Regions from separate parts of the Oryctolagus cuniculus genome. Here region 2 is linked to region 1. The links are chromatin contacts, called in public Hi-C maps. All regions are on one chromosome and are shown on one strand. The core of a region is the stretch at or near the end of the contact, and the rest is flanking DNA. Distances in the headings are between cores, read along the strand shown. Region 1 has its middle 110 kb from the start of ADAMTS15. Region 2 has its middle 52 kb from the start of SNX19.

Region 1 (7,231 bases), core at 1,966-4,465:
AAGTTTACCTGCTATGCCATAGCGTTGGCCCCTAGTGTATTATTTATTTTATTTATCGATTTCTCTATTTGCTTATTGTTGACCGATCCAGGCAGTGACCTGCCACTAGAATGGAAATTCCACTGGAGACAGGACTTGATCTGTTTTTTGAAAACAGTGCCTGGAATATTTTCTGTTGATCAAAAAACGACAAAAGAGCTTTCATTGTTGTTGGTGCAATGACGTTGGGATTTAAATTTGAGAGGGCGAGAGAGCGTGCAAGTGAGTGAGCAAGCACACACTCATATCTGCTGGTTTACTCCTCAAATGCTTGAAACAGCCAGGGCTGGGCCAGACCAGCGCCAGGGAACTCAGTGCAAGTGTCCCACATGGGTGGTGGGAACCCCGTCACCTGAGCCAACTTTGCTGCTCTCCAGTGGCTACAGGAGAGGGAAGCTGGAATCAGGAGCGGGGGCCAGGTATTGACACATGCATTCTGATGGGGGGCTGCTAAGCCAAAACACCAACCCTGCTGGACCTTTTATCTGTCCCTGATGATAACAGGAGACACGATATGATAAGATGTAGAGGAGAGAGGGCTCAGGAACTGGAGAAACGGAGAGGAACAGGGCGGGCTGAGGAAGGCTGCCCGTGGGCCGTTGGTAAGGGCCTGGGCTTCTTTCCGCAGTGCTGTTGGGACAACTAGGAGCACGTGTCAGGGGAAGTTGCAGGCTACAGAGCCCAGCCAGAATCTGACTTCGCTGCTGGGGAATCACAAAGAGGCTGGGAGGTAGCTCCAGACATCACATCACCCTGGGGCGGGGCGGGGCATCACCCTGGGGGCGGGGCGGGGCCAGCTTCCAGAAGGGCAAAATGGGAACCAACAAGCATGCAGACCTCAGCTCCCCACAAGTGGCCAAGTTTCAAAACCTTAGAGAAGTCAACAGAAGCAAAGCAAAGGATTTGGGGTTTGGGGCTTTGCAGGTGCTGGAGTTGGGGGATGTGCACGCTGCCAGCAGTAGAGCCAGGACTGTGTGTTGAAAGAATCACCGTTTTCCCCCCAAAGATGGGTTTTTCAGACTGACCTTCCAGGGGTTTGGAGACCCCAAGAGCCTACTTCTTCCTTGTCTCAAAGCCCCTCTGCATTGAGGTCCATACAGTTACGTGTCCGTGTCTGTGGGCGGGGTGTGGCCTGGCTCTGGGGATTGGGATCAGAAGCCGCTCCTGACCCCACTCAAGGCTGCTGTCTCCCTTGTGTCTCTGTTGGACTCATGGGGACCCAACGCCAGGCTGGCTCTCCAGGCCTTTCCTGGAACTCCCTGTGCCCATTCTAATAAATAACACCACCCTTACGTAAGTGATATAGATCAAGCCAGGAACGGGTAGCCCAGGGAAGAAGTACGTTGGGTGTTTTGATTTGCCTTTTTTTTCATTTGGCAAACACTTGTTCCCAACACTGCAAGGGCAGCAATGAAGTTCACTTGTGGGGTGGGGGTGGGGGTGGAAGGCGACATTCTTGACCAAACATGAGCTTGGCTGGTGCTTGTTCCAAGTGCTGTGTGAGTTTCTGAGGGACCACCGTGGGAAAGCACCGTGTGGGTACCTCTGGGGTTTGGACAAAGGAGGCTTATAGCCAGCTCCCAAGATGCTGTCAGGCAGGCCTGAATCTTAGCTTAGTACGAAGTGCCTGCGTTGCATATCTGATCAGACCTCCCTGGATTGCACGGTGCATGGAGCCCTCCCTGAACTGGGGGTGAGTCTGAGACGAGAGAATGCTCTTTGCCTGGTAGAAGCTGTATTCATTACTGAACAGCTTATGAACTCTGTATCCTATGTCGGATCCTCATGCTCCTGGTTGGGCATAAATAATCCTTGTTCTTTATACTGCTTAAAGGAGTCACCAAATCAGCTGCTACAATTGCTCTTGGTTGTCCCTTGCCTTCGGGTGCCCTGGCTCTGGGGATTGTGTGGCCAAGTTTCAAAACCTCTTGCCACACAAGAGGGGGCTCTCCATTTGAGAGGCAGAGCGGGGAAGGGGACTTGGGTGAGAGAGAGAGAGAGAGATAAAGAGAGGGAGAGAGAGAGAGGTGCTGGACCTGGGTCTTGCTCTGTCCTGAGCCAGAGGCATCCAACATTTCTGTCATTCCATATCGGAGTGCCGGATCGAGTCCCGGCTGCTCCACTTCCCATCCAGCTCCCTGCTAATGCTCCCAGAAAGGCAATGATGGCCCATGTTCTTGGGGCCCTGCCACCCACACAGGAGTCTTGGTTGGAGTTCCCCTCTCCTGGCTTCAGCCTGGCCCAGCCCTGTCCATTGCAGCCATTTGAGGAGTGAAGCAGCAGATAAATGGAAGATCTCTCATTCTGTCTCCCCCCCCCACCATCACTCTGCCTTTCAAATAAATAAATAATTTAAAAAAAAGTGGGCAGAGGGCCAGGTTCAGTCTGTGGGCTTGCCAGAGTCACTGATAAGTGAGCAGTGCTGATCGGCTTAAGATTAATGGGCAGATTTTGGACAATTCCTGCTCAGTGCTTCATGTCCAATATTCCGTAAGTTCCAGGGCAGCTCAGCACTGTGTGTGGCGAGTGCTGGATGCTGGCTAAGACACTCAGGGAGCCGACAGCCCCCAAGTACAGTGTCAACATAAAGCGTATAAGGTATGACCCAATATCAGAGGCCACTTTTAGAAGTTGTCCTCTGCCCTCAAATAGTCATTTTCCTTAGTCATTTTGGCTCTCCCTTCCTAGGCTCTCGGAGAAGGAGGGCCCCACAGGAAAGAGAGAAGGAAGGAAATAAGCAATACTGAGCAACTCCAAGGCCGAGGGCTCTGCCAGGACACCTGCCTGTGCTATCATGTGACACCTGCTCCACCGCAGGTGTCATCCCATTTTATAGATGGGGAAATAGAGTTTCAGAGAAGGACAAGGATATGACCTCGCTTGCAAGGCCCACAGTGGGGGCACTGATTACAAACCCACGTCCCTGTGCCTCCAAAGCCCAGGCTCTTTCTCCTACCTCGGACTGACTGCTCAGGGCCTGGAGATACTTCTCTGAACTCTGGCCATGTCTGCCTGAGAGGGCTTGGCACCGGGAGCTGGCTCCTGGCCCGACTCCTGTGACTGTGTTCCTCGGGGTCATGGGAGGCTGTGTTTCTACATTCCTGCCATCAGCCAGCGCGGGGCTGTGGCATCGGATGAGCCTAGTGTTTGCGATCGCGGAGCCTGGCCGAGTCATGCTGCCTGTGCTGTGTTCAACTTTCCAGGCCTGGACTGAACGCGGGCTGAGTGTTTCCACTGTCGCAGGGAGTGCAGTGGCAGCTCGGCACCAAACCCACGTGACGCCCGCTCTTGCAGGCAGCTGTCATCGGCCTCACAAGCCTTTTCTACACAGCTTGTTGTCAGGAGGCTGGCCAAGTCCAGGGGAAGGGGAGAGAGGAAGTCAGGAGGCTGGGGGCTGGTGGGCCCCGTGCCATCACCATTCTCTCTGACTCTGATGGAAACAGCACAGTCCTGGCTCCCAGACACCGGGCTGCAGCCAGGCTCCGTGGCACATCAGCAGTGTGGCCCTGGGTGAGGCCTGCGGTGTCTGGATTTCTCTTCTCACCCACGGAAAGCCGATAAATGCTGCTGCTTGCCTGCCTACCGCACAGCGCGTTAGAGATCAACTCAAGTGCCTGGGAAAGAACACAGCTGGGGAAGAAGAAGGGAGAGTCCAGGGGCCCTCCCCTGCCAGTGTATATCAGAGTCCACCAGGAAGCCTGGGAGGACACAGCTTCCAGGGGTCCCGGAGCTCCTAATTCAGTAGATGGAGGTGGGAAGTGGGTGTTTTGCATTTCTTATAAACTCCTAATTGAGCCTTCAGGGCCTTTTCTTAAATATTTTTAAATGAAGCCTTCTATTTTATTTTTTGATTTTTTACCATGAAATTTAAAAATTATTTTCACCCTATTGAGGTGCAATTGACGTTCAAAAAATTGCACACATTTAATGTACGTAATTTGAGTTTGGATCAGTGCACACGGCTGTAATAGCATCACCTCAACCGAGGTGCTTAAGCAAAGCTCTGTGGGTTTTTTGGTTTTTGTGCTTGGTAATGCAAGATCTGCCCTCTGAAGACGTTGCCCAGTGCAGTGTGATGCAGTGTGAAACTGCGTCGTTAGCCACGGCGCTGCTGTGGTTGGGATATGGTTACACGGTCTCCCAAGGTTTGCTGCTGGGAGCTTGGACCTGGGGCTGGTGGTGTCGAGAGGTGTGCAGAAGCTTTGAGAGATGAGGCTTCGTGGGAGGGACGCAGATCAACCAGGGAGGTGCCCCTGAAAGGGAGTGCGGTGTCTCTCACGGGGCTCTTCGATATCTCTCTCAAGAGGGCTGCTTTACCAGTCTGATCCTGGCCCCACACGGGCTGATCTCCTGTGTTGAGATGTGCTGGTTCTGTCCCACACTTGCTTCCATAGGCCCATTGCCACATGGCGTGAAGTGTCACAGCCCAGAGGGTCCTCACCAGAACAGAGCAGGTGCTGGCACCTTGCCTGTGAACTTCCAGAACTGTGAGTGAAATGAACCTCTTTCCTTAATTAATAGCCCCTGGTGTTTCATTGCAGTGGTGAAAAGCTGAGCTTTTCATGATATTTGCTGGGTCATGCAACAGCTCTGCCTGTCTTCTATCCTGTGTAAGAGAGACGTTGTACCCCCAACTGCCCCAGCATCACTTCTTCCTGTCCCCTCCCTCGTCCCTTAGCAAGTGCTGACTTAGTTCACTTAGCACGCTGTCCGCTAGGTTCATCCGTGCTGAAAATGGCAAGGGGTTGGCAAGGTAAGCCTCTGCTTGGAACACCCCATCCTATATTGGAGTGCCTGGGATAAGGTCCCGCCTCTGCTTCTGAGCCAGCTTCCAGGAGGCAGTGAGCAATGGCCCATGTACTTGGACTCCTGCCACCTATGCTGACACCCATGTGGAGTTCCAGGCTCATGGCTTTGGCCTGGCCCAGCCATTGTTGCTGCAGACAACTGGGGAGTGAACCAGCAGATGGACGATCTCTCTCTGTGTGTCTATCCCTCTCTCTGTCTCTCTCTCTGTGTCTATCCCTCTCTCTGTCTCTCTGCCTTTCAAATAAATAAATAAATCCTTAAAAAATGAAAATGGCAGGATTTCCTTCTTTGTAGAGGCTGAGTAGTAGTCCATTGTGTGTATATACATTTGTCTCAGTTCTGAGACCTCGGAATACCCAAATCTGTGAATACTCAAATCCCTTAAATAAAATTCCGAATTTGCATGCAACCTGTGCACATTCTCCCATACACTTCTTCTTCTTCTTCTTCTTTTTTTTTTTTTAAAGATTTATTCATTCATTTGAATGTTGGAGTTACACACAGAGAGGAGAGACACACACACACACACACAGAGAGAGAGAGAGAGGGGTCTTCCATCCGCTGGTTCACTCCCCAACTGGCCCCAGTGGCTGCAATGGGTGAAGCTGCACCAATCCAAAGCCAGGAGCAAGGGCTTCCTCTGGGTACTCCCATGCGAGTGCAGGGGCCCAAGGATTTAGGCCATCTTCCACTGCTTTCCCAGGCCATAGCAGAGAGCTGGATTGGAAGTGGAGCAGCCAGGATTAGAACCGGCGCCCATACGAGATGCTGGCACTGCAGGGGGCAGCTTTACCCACTTCCTCACGGCACCCGCCCCTTCCATACACTTTATATCATCTCCAGATTGCTCATAATACGCAAACTGGTTGTTAATACTGTATTATTAGGAATGATGAGAAGAAAATGTACATGCAGCTGAAAAGTGTTTCTTGAATATCTCTGCTCTGAGGAGAGTTGAATCCACAGATGTGAAACCGAAGCTGACCGTACCCCATTTTCTTACAAAGCCTTAGAAGCTCCAGCTGATGCTGCACTGATTGTCCAGCTGGGCCGGCCCATTGTCTGTTCTCTCCTGTCTTGATGTTCACCAAGAACACAGCAATGATGGGGGGTGGGGGTGAAGGGGTGGGATGGGTGGGAGGGGAGGGGGAAGGTGCTGTCTTGGGGCCACAGCCTGGCTTAGGGCAGGATGCTGGTGCTTCTTCACACACTTGTGCACAAGAAGAGGTGGCATAACTAATATTTGCTTTCCTTGACTTAGAGATCTTGTTAGGTGCTCTTCTGTATTTTGTCTGGACCGGCCGTGTCTGTACAACGGAACTGTACACTTCTTGATGGTGGAAGCCATGTGGTTTGCTGCCATAGCTTTGCATGATACTTGGCTTTGGACAAATTTCCCTGAGCTCCCTTGCATCCTGCTCGTCTTTAGTTCTCAGGATTAGCACAGTGGTGCCAGACAGTGACGGCATCACTCACGTTCTTTGCTCCATCAAACAGCAATCTTCAAATACTGGAAGAATAGCTTCTCCAGCTTTTGTGTTGGCTACGATGTAATGGCCACAGACATCATGGTCCTTTAAATTTAATCTGCATATTAATGCTTTCCCCATCAATTTCTTTAATCTAGGCAATTGACAAGCCAGTCCTTCAGACCTTAAAATTGCAATGTTTGCCGTTTACGCTATAGTGTAATTAGCCCCATCCTCACCAATCTTAGGATGGCTACACGACACCACTGAAAGCGGAGTCGGGGGGAGATGGGCAGTAGCTCATCATGAGGCAGTATTCCCACCAGGCAGAGATAACAGATGCAAATAACCTCAAAGCACAAATCATTGTAAAATAATTAGAAAGGAATGAGTTTCGAGTATGCATAGCCTTTGTCTTTTTTTCTTTTTTAAGATTTATTTATTTATTCGACAGAGTTACACACACACACAGAGAGAGAGAGAGAGAGAGAGAGAGAGAGGTCTTCCATTCTCCCCAGGTGGTTGCAACAGCTGGAGCTGCGCTGATCTGAAGCCAGGAGCCAGGAGCTTTTTCCAGGTCTCCCACATGAGGGCAGGGACCCAAGGACTTGGGCCATCTTCTGCTTTTCCAGGCCACAGCAGAGAGCTGGGACAGAAATGGAACAGCTGGAACTTGAACTGGCACCCATATGGGATGCCGGCACTACAGGTGGTGGCTTTACCTGCTACACCACAGCTCAGGCCCCCATAGCCTTTGTCTTTAACATAATCTAGTTGGGTGTACGTTTATGTCATCTAATTATTAATAATGAATGCTCTTACCGTGTGGCCCATGTCATTCCTGCCCTTTCAATAATTGGCTCTCATGAGCTCTCTATAGCACGCTGCTGGGTGAATAGGTATAGACCAGCAGA
Region 2 (7,231 bases), core at 3,183-5,682, 370 kb after region 1:
AGGAGAGGGGCCTGATTCAGCTGTGGGCCCCGGGCACTGGACGAAGCTCCAGGCCTGGGGACAGATCTGGGTGCTGGGGACAGTCTGGGGCTGGAGTTAGGGCAGTGCAGGATATTAGTAAGAATCAGGGTTGCAGGGCTGGTGCTGTGATGCAGCGGGTAAGGCAGCCACCTGCGACTCTGGCAAACCATGTGGGCGCCGGTTCAAGTCCTGGCTGCTCCACTTCCAATCCAGCTCCTTGCTAATGCGCCTGGGAAAGCAGTAGAAAATGGCCCAAGTCCTTGAGCCCCTGTACCCATTGTGGGAGACCGGGATGAAGCTCCTGGCTCCTGGCTTTGGATTGGCCAAGCCCTAGCTGTTGGTGGCCATTTGGGGAATTAACCAGCAGATGGAAGACCAACACCCCACCCCACCCCAACCTGTGTGTGTGTGTGTGTATGTGTGTGTATCTCTGCCTTTCAAATAAATACATCTTTAAAAAAAATAGTGTTGTGAGCAGGCTCCTTGCCAGGGAGAGGAGTCTCCTGGGAGTAGAGGCACACTCTGCACTGGAGGGCGCGTCCCAGGGGGCAGCGTGGCTGCGGGGAGGTGGGCGCACACGCTCCCAGGAGGAGGGGGCCAAGCATCAGATGCACTGGGCGGACTCAGAGCTCGGAGCGGCCTGGCCCAGCGGGCGGAGTGTGAGCTGGAGCTTGGCGACAGGGCCTGGGACTGCTCGGTGCAGTGGGCGAAGGCAGTGGCAGCCGGGGCTCCCTGGCTTGGGCTGCCTTGGTTGGAACACAGCATCTTGCAGCAGAGCCACCTCTCTCTCTCTCTCTCAAGCCTTATAGGAAGGCACCTTCCTCCACAGGGACTCTTCAAGACCCAGATGGCGGGCACTCCGCTGCTCGCGGGGAGGGTTCGTGGTTCCCTGGGGAGACCTCGTGCCCTCCAAGTGCCCAAAGGGAAGCTTGGTTCACCGGCCAGGAGGCCCCACCTGCCCTTGGTACAGCGATGCTGCCCCAGGGGCCCAGGGGAGGGAGGTAGGGGCTGAGCCTTGTGATTGGCTGCTCGTGGCGGGCGGGGGGCGTCTGCCTGGACCCCCAGGTGCTCGGAGCCTCCAGTGACCAGAGAGCACCTGACAACCAGAAGTGAGCCTGTGTCTGGATATGAGCATGGGTGAGACCCCCGGGGCCCCTGTGCGCAGATGGGCGTCCAGGCCCCAGGCGGCCGGTCACACACTGCGCAGTGCGCCGGGGGAAAGGATCCTGTGCACCCCGGGGCCCGCCCGCTGCCACCATCCATGAGATCACGTCTCCCCATTCTGGGACTGTGACATAGTCACATCGGCCCTCAGCGGCCAGCGCTCACATTCCAGGCCCGGAAACCTGAGCCACGAGGGACATTCTCCGGCTCAAGAATCAGGAACCCGACAGGGAAAGGAATCTGATCAGAAAGCGACACCACCGTTCGGGCTATTTTAATGCCTGCGTTTCAGCTGCCCTTTCAGCAGAGCCCCTTCTGGCCCGGGACTTCGCCTCTCACTTGTTTTTCACGGCGGAACAAGGTCATGTTGGGTTCAGGTGCGGCCCCTGGGGTGCAGACTTTGGGGAGAGATAAGCCAGGTCCCTGGCTCATTCACAGGCACACGGCGGGCGGGTCACAGAGGGGCACAGGGTGTAGTGTGAGTGCAGACACGAATCCCGAAGTTCCTGCCCTGTTCGGGGGCTGCGGTGCTGAGTGATTCCGGCAAGTTCTCTGATTGTCCTGGAGTTGCCACCAACAGGCGGGTCACGCTCAGCCCGTCCAACGGTCATGAATCGGGGAATATTTCCCTCACTGCTGAGCATGTTGGTATGTGTAGTTGAGAGCAGAAACCAGTGCACAACACGGTCTGAAGACTCTCAGGGAGCCCTGTGCAGGCGGCCAAGTGCACTAACAGTGGTGGTGATGATTCTGTGGCTACGCAGCATGGGAGACGGCCTCAGGTTAGTAATGAGCAGAGAACCCCCCCGCCCCCCGCCAGCCTTCTCATCTCCTGTCCTGAAGGCTGAAAGACCCTATTCCCAGAGGAGTCGGAGCACCTGCCATCCGCAGTCAGTGATGCTAGAGGCTGGGTGCTCCAGCGTCACATGGGGCGATGGGAGATCTGAGTGCCGGACCCACTGAGCGGAGAGGCCTGGCACGAGCTCCTTACTGGAGGCTGGAGGCGCACATCTGTATCCTGAGGCTGTCACTGGTGCAGGGCAGCAAAGATGCCACTGGGCCAGAAGCCAGGAGACCCAGGGTCCAGTCCTGCCTTTGCCAGTATCAGTCACACACACTTAGGATGCATTGCATGCGAGGTGATTCTTAAATTTACTGGTTAATTGCTCCCCTTCACACCACCCACTGTCTGCAAGGAGAGCAACATAGTACGCCCATTTAGTGGATGAAGAAACCAAGGCATGGAGATTTTTAACTGCATACACAGAACATGGGTTCTGCTTGGTTGTCTGTTGGCACAGTCCATGGTCTTTTTGTTGTTAAGATTTATTTATTTATTTGAAAGGCGAAGTCACAGAGAGGCAGAGAGAGAGAGAGAGAGAGAGAGAGAGAGAGAGAGAGGTTGCACTGGTTCACTCCCCAGATGGCTGCAACTCTGGAGCTGGGCTGATCCAAAGCCAGGAACCAGGAGCAAGAAGCTTCATCCTGGTCTCCCACAATGGGTGCAGAGGCCCAAGCACTTGGGCCATTTTCCACCTCTTTCCCAGGCCATAGCAGGGAGCTGGATTGGAAGTAGAGCAGTTAGGACTCGAACTGGCACCCATATGGGATGCTGGCACTGCAGGCAGCAGCTTTACCTGCTACGCCACAGCACTGGCTCCACGCCTGTGGTCTTAATCCTCGGGCCACATTCTCCCAGTAAACTGGGAGAGTGATCTTGGAGAAAAACAAACTCTGCATTTCCATTTCCTCTGCAGTAATACAACACAAATAGCCTCCTGAACAACCTCTGCCATTGATTGTGCATACCTAAGATACTGGACATGAAATACTTTGTCATACAGAAAGTCCCACACAAGGCAAGGGTTACAGCGCAGCAGGTTAAGTTGCTACTTGTGACAGCAACATCCCGTACTGGAACGCTGGTTCAAATTCTGGCTGCCAATCTAGCTCCCTGCCTTCCCTGGAAAGGCAGTGGAAGATGGCCTGAGTATCTGGGCCTCTTGCCACTTGTTTGGAGACCAGGATGGAACTCCAGGCTCCTGGTCTTGGCCTGGTGCAACCTTGGGAGTGAATCAGTACATGGAAGCTCTCTCTATGGAAAAGTCAAAATGAGGGGGCTGGCGCTGTGGCAGAGTAGGCTAAGCCTCCATCTGCAGTGCTGGCATCCCATATTGGGTGCTGGTTCATGTCCCGGCTGCTCCTCTTCTGATCCAGCTCCCTGCTTATGACCTGGGAAAGCAGTGTAAGGTGGCCTAGGTGCTTGGGCCACTATACCTGCATGGGAGACCTGGAGGAAGCTCCTGGCTCCTGGCTCCAGATTGGCCCAGCTCCAGCTGTTGTGGCCATTTGGGGAATGAACCAGTGGATGGAAAACCTCTCTTTCTCTCTCTGCCTCTCTGTCTGAAACTCCATTTCTCAAATAAAAAAAATCTAAAAAAAAATAAAGTCAAAATGAAAAGGAATCATTCGCTGGTTTTCAAGGACAAACACTCAGAGAGCATCATCCCTTGTCCAGAAACTGGCTCCGACCTGAAAGCCCATTTCTGCTCTCTTTGGGTGCTGTGAGGCAGGGCATGATCTAATCCATGGTTCCACCTGGGGTCTGTGTGTGGGAAGAACCAGAGTTCAGAGCAGTGACATGGTTTCGACCACAGTGAGAAGCCAGCTGCTCAGATACCAGCTGAACACGTACCCAGTCCCACTCACTGTCCACATGGGGCTCACGGACTCAGGCATCACCTGTTCTCCCACAGCAAGGATGGCCTTCCTTGAAGGCCAAGGCCAGCACCCGCTTCGTGGGGAGTGTGACCTTTTCACGCCAACAAGCCAATCAGGAAGCTGGCTGCCCACTCCCTCCTGCCTGCCCTCTTCACCAAGAGGTGCAGCCGGTCCCCTACCGACAGGAAGTCACACCCACTGGTGCCAGTACTTCCTGCCTCTCCAACTCAGCATGATCTACCACCCAACATGAGGCAGGAATAATGATACACTCCCACGAGGGGCTGGGCTGGGGCTGAGAGAGAGGAGCAGCTTTTGGAACCTGGATTTGTCTGATTCCTCCTGCGGTGATGAGCTGGCCTCTTCGCCCCAGCAACCAAGTGCCTGCAGCTGGATATGTGCTTATGCGATGGGTCGTTGTTATGAGCTGCTAGCCTGGGGTCTGCTTCTGGGGACTTTGCCTCCTCCACCTAGACAGGCAGTCTCGGAGGCGTGAGAGCCAGGAGCCAGCTGGTTGCTGTGGCAACCGGCCCCAGAGCCTCCCCCAAGCTTTCAGAGAGGCTGCTGCAGCTCAGGACAACCCAGCCCGAGGTTTAGCACCACCATTGGCGCTTGGTGCATTTTCACAGCACAGGGGAGGGCTGTAGGGGAACAAAAGCCCAAGGCTTCCCCTGGTCTTGCTGTCATCTGTTTGGTCAAGGGGTGTGGGCCCTATTGTGAGTGCAGACAGATGGAAAGAAAAATGGCCAGAGGGCGGTGAGGAGTCCCAGCCTACCCAGAAGGAAAGAAAACTGTTTCACTGCCCCAAGAAGCCTGCCAGCTTCACTTAGGGAGCAGGCAACTGTGTGCAGGCCATGTCTGTCACGTGCCTGCCACTGGCCTGTTGTACAGGAACGCGCCAAGGCTCCTGGGCATTTCTTTCAGGAGAAAATGGTTCATCTAGGACGTGACGCTCACTGCTGGAGCAACTATGGTATAGTACTGTATCCCATACAACACGCAGGTAGAGTACAAAACTATGCCTGGAATCACACTAAATGCAGGGGTGAACATGAGGCCGTCTGCTCCAAGGGGCTGGAGTTCCAGGGGGTGAAGACAAACAAACAGGCCAGGCCAGAGGGGGGTGGGCAGGGGTCACAGATGGACTGTCCCATGTGCTTCGTAATAAACATAGCTGTATCTTCCAAGTCACCTGTGCTATGCCCATCAAGTTAAACTTTTCTTTGTATTCTTTCAAAAGGAACTTCTTTGTGATGTACTGCCTATCCATGCAGGTAGGAAGGAGGCAGACAGAACTAGGAGCAAATGCAATTAATAATCAGGTTCTTGCTTGTATACATCATCTTTCCCACTTGAATTTTAATCATTCAGCATTTTCCCATCAGTTTTCAAAAGTTTCTCTGGGGGCTGCCCTGACGAGGTGACCTGGGCAGAGGAAACCTTAGCAGGGTCTCTAAAGGTTATTTTATGGTTTTCAAAGTCTGTGCTGTTTTCATAACAGGTTTTCCGTGGAAAGCTCAACAAGTCGCTAAACTCTCCAAGTCTCAGAATGTGAACCTGAAGATCAGGGAAGATGGTTGCATGGCTATGCTTTCTACTTGTGTGAATAGTTTACAAAGTGCACAGAATTTATCAAAATGTTTACAAATTGGTATAGGAGGAAAACATCGGTAAAGGCAAAGTGTTTTGAAGGCAAAAAAGAGAAGGAGAAATTGACAGATCTGAAGTTTCCTGAGAAGCGGGTTTTCCCTCGATGCTATTTACTTCGTTTTGTTTTTTAAGAAAAGGGTTTCAGAAGTGAACAGAGAAGCAATTGAGTGAGGCATACTATGCGTCCAGGGCTGCCTGTCATGGAGGAGTCTAGATCAGGAAAATTTCTATCACTTGGAAAAAAAATTCCAGAGAAACCCTAATGCTATAAAGAACTTGGATCATCCCACCCCACGGAGGGACTTTTCCCATATCCAAATCTTAGTACAAAACCTTGCTGCAACCAAGCTCTGCCTTGCCCCCTCCGGATTGCTAAGGTGGGAATACAGTCCTGCTTGTGCAAGTAAAGGACTACAGATGTTACTGCTGTGGTCACACACACACACACACACACACACTCTCTCTGATCTGACCAGGTCTCTCCTGTAAATGCCACACACTTCACACAATCCCACACCCATGCAGGGGTTAAGAGCAACAGGGTTACTCCTCATCCAAACAGATCCCCTGAGAGAGGGCAATCACTCATAAGCGAGATACACAAAGTTGTCTGGGACAGATCTGGTAGTAATTATCTGGTGTTCTCCACTGGAATAAGTGGTTAATCCCAAGGAGGTTTACACTGGAGACTGACCAATCTGCCCTGGGGTGGATACAGAACCACTCCTGGCTCCAGACTCTTCCCCATCATGTGTTGTGCAAATGTGCACTGGCATGAGGCAGGGACTTCGTCCCCCAGCAGCTGGGATCCTTCTTGTTCAGGCCTAAACCGATGTGTGACCTGAGCACCCAGGGGTCTAGTTTCCTTCCGGTGATGAAATGCATCATTGCCGATCCTCAGCCTGAACTTCCTCCTCTTTGCTCTCCACCTGATCTTGCGCTCTTTGTCCTGATGGCCCAGGGGCTTGTTCTTCATGCTCAGAAACCATTTGTGATTTTTGTCCCCTGAGGCCCTGCCTGGGTCACTGGATTCCTTAGTGGTCTTTCTCATGGCAGCCGCCTAGTTTAGATCTGTTGGGTCTGGGTAAGTAGCGGTAGCAGCAAAGGTGTTGTGGGGGAAGATAGCAACACTCTGTGCCACAAAGGGATTTGTGGTATCCTTTCTTTTCGCCAAGCTGGTTACTTTAAAGGGTTTTCCTTGTGGTATCTTTTTTTTTTTTTTTTTAAGATTTATTTATTTGAAAGGCAGAGTTACGGAGGCAGAGAGAGAAAGAGAGAGAGAGAGAATCTTCCATGAGAATCTTACATTCTGGTTCACTCCCCAAATGGCTGTAATGGCCGGAGCTGGGCCAAACTGAAGCCAAGAGCCAGGAGCTTCTTCTAGGTCTCCCACGTGGGTGCAGGGGCCCAAGGACTTGGGCCATCTTCTACTGGTTTCCAGGGCCATGGCGAGGAGCTGAATCAGAAGTGGAGCAGCCGGGTCTTGAACTGATGTCCATGTGGGATGCCAGCACTGCAGGAGGCAGCTTTACCCACAGGGCCGGCCCCTCCTTGTGGTATCTTGCTAATTGTCTGAGAGGGTCTGACGTAAGGAATTTTAAGCCTGTGAACGAAAGAATTCAAGAATAGCTGTAGAGAAGTCAAATAGAAAGCGGAAGAGAAAGTTCTTCATGTT

The links. A called contact is a pair of places that touch in the nucleus more often than the background predicts.
Region 2: a contact with region 1 is called in a Hi-C map of liver, with 6 times the contacts expected there. The contact joins two enhancer-like sites. A contact is called at or near these places in 2 of 6 Hi-C or Micro-C datasets (embryonic fibroblasts and liver).

Annotation. Positions count from the first base shown.
Region 1 is chr1:124,398,301-124,405,531 of mOryCun1.1, forward strand. No RefSeq gene overlaps it. Among named protein-coding and RNA genes, the nearest start is that of ADAMTS15, 110 kb to the left of the region's middle. Within about 2 kb of position 3,216, at least 5 of the 8 cell types and tissues checked have an H3K27ac peak or open chromatin away from gene starts, as enhancers often do.
Region 2 is chr1:124,763,144-124,770,374 of mOryCun1.1, forward strand. No RefSeq gene overlaps it. Among named protein-coding and RNA genes, the nearest start is that of SNX19, 52 kb to the right of the region's middle. Within about 2 kb of position 4,433, at least 2 of the 8 cell types and tissues checked have an H3K27ac peak or open chromatin away from gene starts, as enhancers often do.